Regions from separate parts of the Mus musculus genome. Here region 2 is linked to region 1. A link is a contact called in public promoter capture Hi-C data. All regions are on one chromosome and are shown on one strand. The core of a region is the stretch at or near the end of the contact, and the rest is flanking DNA. Distances in the headings are between cores, read along the strand shown.

Region 1 (2,654 bases), core at 59-2,558:
GTTCTGGAACTCACTCTGTAGACCAGGCTGGTCTCAAATTCAGAACTGGGATTAAAGGCATGCGCCACCACTGCCCAGCTCCCTGGGGACTTTTTACCTTGCCATGGACCACAGCGTGTTCTCCATGGAGGATGACCTTCCCCGGGGCGGACACCAGCAGGGCTTCTGACAACATGGCTTCTGAGACTTCTGCAAGGAAAGAGAGAGAGAGAGAGAGAGAGAGAGAGAGAGAGAGAGAGAGAGAGAGAAACAAAGTTCCCTAGATGTTAGTTACAAACACCAGGAAGGCTGGGCTTGGAGGTGAACATCTTTCATCCCAGCACTGTGGAGGCAGAGGCAGGTGGATCTCTGGGTGTACGAGGCAAGCCTGGTCTACAGAGTGAATTCCAGGACAGCCAGGAGCATGTAGAGAAACTCCATCCAGAACTACCATCCAGAGCTATGTTCCAGGATGACAGTGCAGTGAGCCAGTCAGGTGGACAATGGGAAAAAAAAAATCTGGGTTCAGACCACAGCTCTTCCGTCCCCAGAATGTCTTATGCCATGAATCTGTTTCCCATATATCAGATAATAGAGGCAATACTGGAGGCTGACTCAAAGGACTACCAGCAGCAAGGCCTGTCTGTCTGGCAAAGTGGCCTCTTGACTATACTGAGCTACTCGGCACTGACAGGTTCTCAGCTCCAGAGTTTATTACCACTGCTGTTGCCAGTAGAAACTGACATGAGCTCAGGCATGGACTGCTTGCCTACTCTGAGGACGGCCATGTGTTTGATGCGTGTGGGAACGCGAGGTTTAGATAAAATCTTGCAGGAGAAAGAATCCTTCCCGGACCTCAAGACCACAACCAACCTGTCACAATCACAAACGCGGCTGCCGGGACTCACCTGTTAACGCCCTGTGTTGCACGTTCAAACAAGAACTTCTGCAAGGCAAGAGTCATGTCACAGAGTGGTTTTGCTGGATTTATGGGTGCATGCATTTTTACGTTGTTATAAATAATGCAAAAATCACCCGGGTTCAAGGCTTCACTGGCCACCCCACTGCACACTAAGTAGCCCAGTCTACGGGACCCTAGTCTAGGGGAAACTGTCCGATCTGAGGTCGCCGAGCGCTCAGATCGAGGACACGAAGGCAGAGAACCGCGGCGCCCGGCCCGGGGTGTCCGGGACCCGGTCCTCACGCCGCCCATCCCGCAGCCCAGGCTTCTCACCTGCCCCGGCCAGCGCCCAAGTGAGCTGAAACCCGGGCCGCAGCTCCCGGTCTTCTCCATATCAGATGGGAGAGTTCCAAGGAGGCGGGTGTGTCTTCCTGAGGCCAATCAGAGAGCTGGAGCTAAGGGCTCCTTTACAGATTGGGTCAAACATTAACCAATGGGAACTTCAAGCAAGCCGAAATTGCCTCGCCTCTTTCTACAAGTAATCCAATGGGAATCAAGAGCTGGGGAGTGCCCCGCCCTGGTGCGAGTGCCCCAGGCCAATAGGAAACAGCGATTGAGAGGTGGCGCGGCCGGCTGCGGGGCGGAGTCATCCCCGGGCCTGGACGGGTGCCTAGCCGGGTCAGTCTTGGATGCGTTACCGTGCGCATGGCTGTGTGGCTCTTTGGGGGTCGCCTCGGCCTGCGCGGGCGTCTCAGCGCCTGCAGACTGCTGTGTCCCCGTTTCCAGAGCCGTGGCCCTCAGGGCGGGGAAGACGGGGACAGGTGAGTTTCAGGCCTGGAGAGTAACTCAACACGGAGGAGGAACGGTTGTTTCCGTGGGTACATCACACCGATGACGTGCTCTATGTGGCCTGACGTCACTGGGCTCGTCATGGCGTCAGAGGCCAGGATTTCCTCCCCAAGTTCTAACGGAGTCTAGCTGTGGTCAGTCAGGGCAGGGGCATGCTCTTGTGGGTTTTGTCCGGCCTCCCCAAGCAGTTTGTTTGGATTAGGATTAAGACACCAGGAAGACATGGTAACACTTAGAAACTTGCATAGGGACTTGCAGACTACCATGACCTCATGATCAGCGTTCCCTGTCCAGTCCTCTGACTTTGAAATAATTTTGTGAATTCACATTTTAATTTTAAGTTATGCACTGCTAGTTGAAAATGGCAGAGTCGGGGTTCATTCGCAGTCCTCAAAAAAAAAAAAATTAAGTTAAAATAGCATTTTTGAAATTCCATTTTGACAGTGTATTTTTTTTTTTCCTTGACACTGAAAAATCTTAGAAAAGTGCAAGTGGCCTAGTTTTCTTTCCCCCAGAAGTGCTAACTTCTGTGTTGGGGTTAGAAGAGACAAGAGTTTGGGGAGGGTAATGGACCAGGTCAGGCTTACAGTAGAAGGGTTTTGGGCATGAATCCCAGCCCAGTCTCTTCCTGGAGATCTAGGAAGTTGAATCTTTGTGGGCTCCAGTTTCCTCAACGGAGAAGCGTATGGCTAACTTTGGGAGTGTGGGAGAAGCTGAAGGGCAGTTCCAGGAGCTAGCGGCTTTAGCCCACTGTGGAGCTAGGGCTACATGGAGTGACCAGTTAGTCCTTCCTGCCAGTATTTGCCAAGAATCTTTATTGAGCAGTATGCTACAGCAGCTGCTGTACAGGTAGAGACAGGGACAGGAAGCTGTCAGGAAGGGGCAGCGGGGAAATGGCTGACGGGAGATTGCCATCCCAGAGGCA
Region 2 (2,654 bases), core at 105-2,604, 680 kb before region 1:
CAGTCCCCATCGGATGGAATCCTGCACCCAGGTCAAATGGATGCTGGGGTTCCAACTCAGGTCATGCTCACATGTGAAGTCTACCCTCTGCACCACCTCTCAGGCTCCAGTGTCTCTCTTTCGTCTTCCATCCGGTTCTGTCTGGTGACCAGGTAGGGAAGACGGATGGATGACCAGAGGATTGGGCAAAGAGTCAGCACGTTATTTGAAAGCCCCCCCCCCCCTTTAAAGGCAGTTCCAGACTTTGGGGGTGGGGGAAGAAATGGACAGATGGGATCATTTGCAGTCTAAACTACCACCCTCTCTTCAGTGTATTGTTTTCTAGGTAGTGGTGGGCTGTGAAGTTCAGTGAGCAGATATGTAGGGTGCATGTAAACCAGGGAGCTAATGACACTGACAGTCTCTGGGACCGAGCGAAGTTGTTCTGAGGGTGCTAGGACTCAACCCTCAACCCTTGGAGTTAATGGGCAGTACCCCTACTCCCAGCAGGGCTCTGCCCCCCCCCCCCCCACGAGGTGCAGAAGACAGTAGCTCTGTTTCACATTCACATCTGAGGGCTGGAGGGAATCTTCCTGCCCAGCATCCCCATGCAATGGGCTAGATACTGAGCCTTCCAGGCTTTTTGTTTTTTGTTTTGTTTTGTTTTAAAGATTTATTTTATTATTTTATGTACATACACTGTAGCTGTCTTCATACACTCCAGAAGAGGGAGTCAGATCTCATTACGGATGGTTGTGAGCCACCATGTGGTTGCTGGGATTTGAACTCTGGACCTTCGGAAGAGCAGTCGGGTGCTCTTACCCACTGAGCCATCTCACCAGCCCCCTTCCAGCCCTTTTGGAATCCACAGACTAGTGTGAGAGATGAATAGTAAATAAATAAGTAAAATAAAAGGCTGGATGTAAAACTGTGGGCTAGGAATGGTAGCATGAAATCCAGGCAAGAGGGCAAAAGCTGCCTGCCTTGTGTGGCCGAGCAAAGATGGTCAGGGAGCCAGGGATTACGCTGACAGCTGACAGGATGCAGAAGTGGGTGGGCAGGAGTAGGTGCTAGCTCTTCTCTTCTCTCCCTAAAACTGAACCCAGCGCCTTATGTCTGCTAGGCAGGGAGGACCTCCTCACGCCCTCTTTAAACTTTCATTTTGAAGATACTGCAAAGTTGCCCAAGCTGGGCTTGAATTTACTCCGTAATACAGGGAGAACCTGCAATTCTGCCTCAGGCTCAGAAGTCGCTGGAATTAAGTTGACTTCCTGGGTGAGGCCCGGACCCTAGGTCGTGAGCCTGTCTCAGGCCTGCCCCTGCGGCCCGGTGGGCGTGGCCCGGGCTCGGCGCCGGCCCCGCCCCTGCAGCCGTGTGGGCGTGGCCCAGGCCCTGCCCCTGCCGTCCGGAACTCCAGAGCTGCTGCAGGAGGTCCTGGAGGTCTGTGCCCATGGCTGCCGCCTTGCTCGCCCGGGCCCGTGGCCCTCTCCGTAGAGGTGAGTGCGGAGCCCCAGGGCGGGTCACAGGGCGGAGATCCTGGCGGCCGGTCCTGCTGTGGCCCCGGGCAGACGAGTGGGCAGCACCCAGTGGCTGCGCGTGGCCTTTGTCCTAGTTTGGTAGCCTCTGGCCGGTGCAAGGCCCAGACTCTGAGGGATCCGGGCTCCTGCTCGGCGCTTTTCCCGCGGGTCCCTCATCGCCAGCTCCCCTTATGCGGCCCTATCCACACCCCTTACGCCATTTCAGTCCTAGCTGAGGTTCTGGGTGAGTTGGTCCTTCATGGCGGGGGGTGGGGGGAGGGGCTTGGCATTTAACTCCGACCTATGACCTTGGACATAACTCTCAACCTCTCTGCATCAAGTGGTCCAAGTGTCAACTGTTTCCATCCTCAGAGCTCTATTAAATCACAGGATGCATCGTGGTTGGCATCTAACGTGTTTTCTTAACGTTAGCATTTACTTTTTTGTTTGTTTGTTTTTGTTTTGTTTTTCGAGACAGGGTTTCTCTGTATAGCCTTGGCTGTCCTGGAACTCACTTTGTAGACCAGCCAGAAATCCGCCTGCCTCTGCCTCCTGAGTGCTGGGATTAAAGGCGTGAGCCACCACGCCCGGCATACTTATTTTTAATAGTGTTTCCTCTCCTGTGCAGCAGCCCTGACACTATGGCCACCGCTTCCTTTGGCTAATCCAGAGTCACATTAACAATTAGATCAGTGTTAAATAAGCCATTAAGTACTTCTTTAATCTTTCCACTGCCGGGAGCTGAGTTCTGTTCTTGTCCACATTTTATAGAACTCCCAGACCCCAGACCCAGTGAAACTTAAAATCCATTTCCGAGGTGTTGTAAATGGGATTATATGGAGGAAGTGTTTAGCGAGCAGTTAAGCATTCAGTTAGCCTGGGCTTTTCTGTAACACTCTGTTGACATTGTATCAATACATTTTTTTTTTTTTCTATTGAGACAGGGGTGGGGGGGTGGGGGGTGGGGGGGTGGAGTGGTGCTCTTTTTTTTTCTTAAAAGTTTATTTTTATTTTTATTTGTATGAGTGCTTTGCCTGCATGTGTGCCTGCATAAGTGTGCCGTGTCCCACAGAGGCCAGAAGAGTGTGTTGGATCCTCTGGACCTTTCATTACAGACAATTAGCCACTCTGTAGCCTGGTTCCTCTGAAAGAGCAACA

Evidence for each region. Promoter capture Hi-C pulls out the DNA fragments that hold promoters and counts their contacts.
Region 2: a promoter capture Hi-C map of neutrophils shows a contact between it and region 1, with 3 times the contacts expected there. The contact joins the promoter of Acads here to the promoter of Mvk in region 1. A contact is called at or near these places in 4 of 39 promoter capture datasets (hippocampal neurons, liver, neutrophils and 1 more).

What each region holds. Positions count from the first base shown.
Region 1 is chr5:114,442,923-114,445,576 of GRCm38.p6, reverse strand. It overlaps Mvk (mevalonate kinase), which reads right to left and starts at 1,308. Exons shown (of 11, transcript NM_023556.3): 1 at 1,214-1,308; 2 at 98-189. The coding sequence starts at 175. Mmab (methylmalonic aciduria (cobalamin deficiency) cblB type homolog (human)) reads left to right here and starts at 1,550. Exons shown (of 9, transcript NM_029956.4): 1 at 1,550-1,701. The coding sequence starts at 1,586.
Region 2 is chr5:115,118,046-115,120,699 of GRCm38.p6, reverse strand. Acads (acyl-Coenzyme A dehydrogenase, short chain) reads left to right here and starts at 1,354. Exons shown (of 10, transcript NM_007383.3): 1 at 1,354-1,475. The coding sequence starts at 1,430.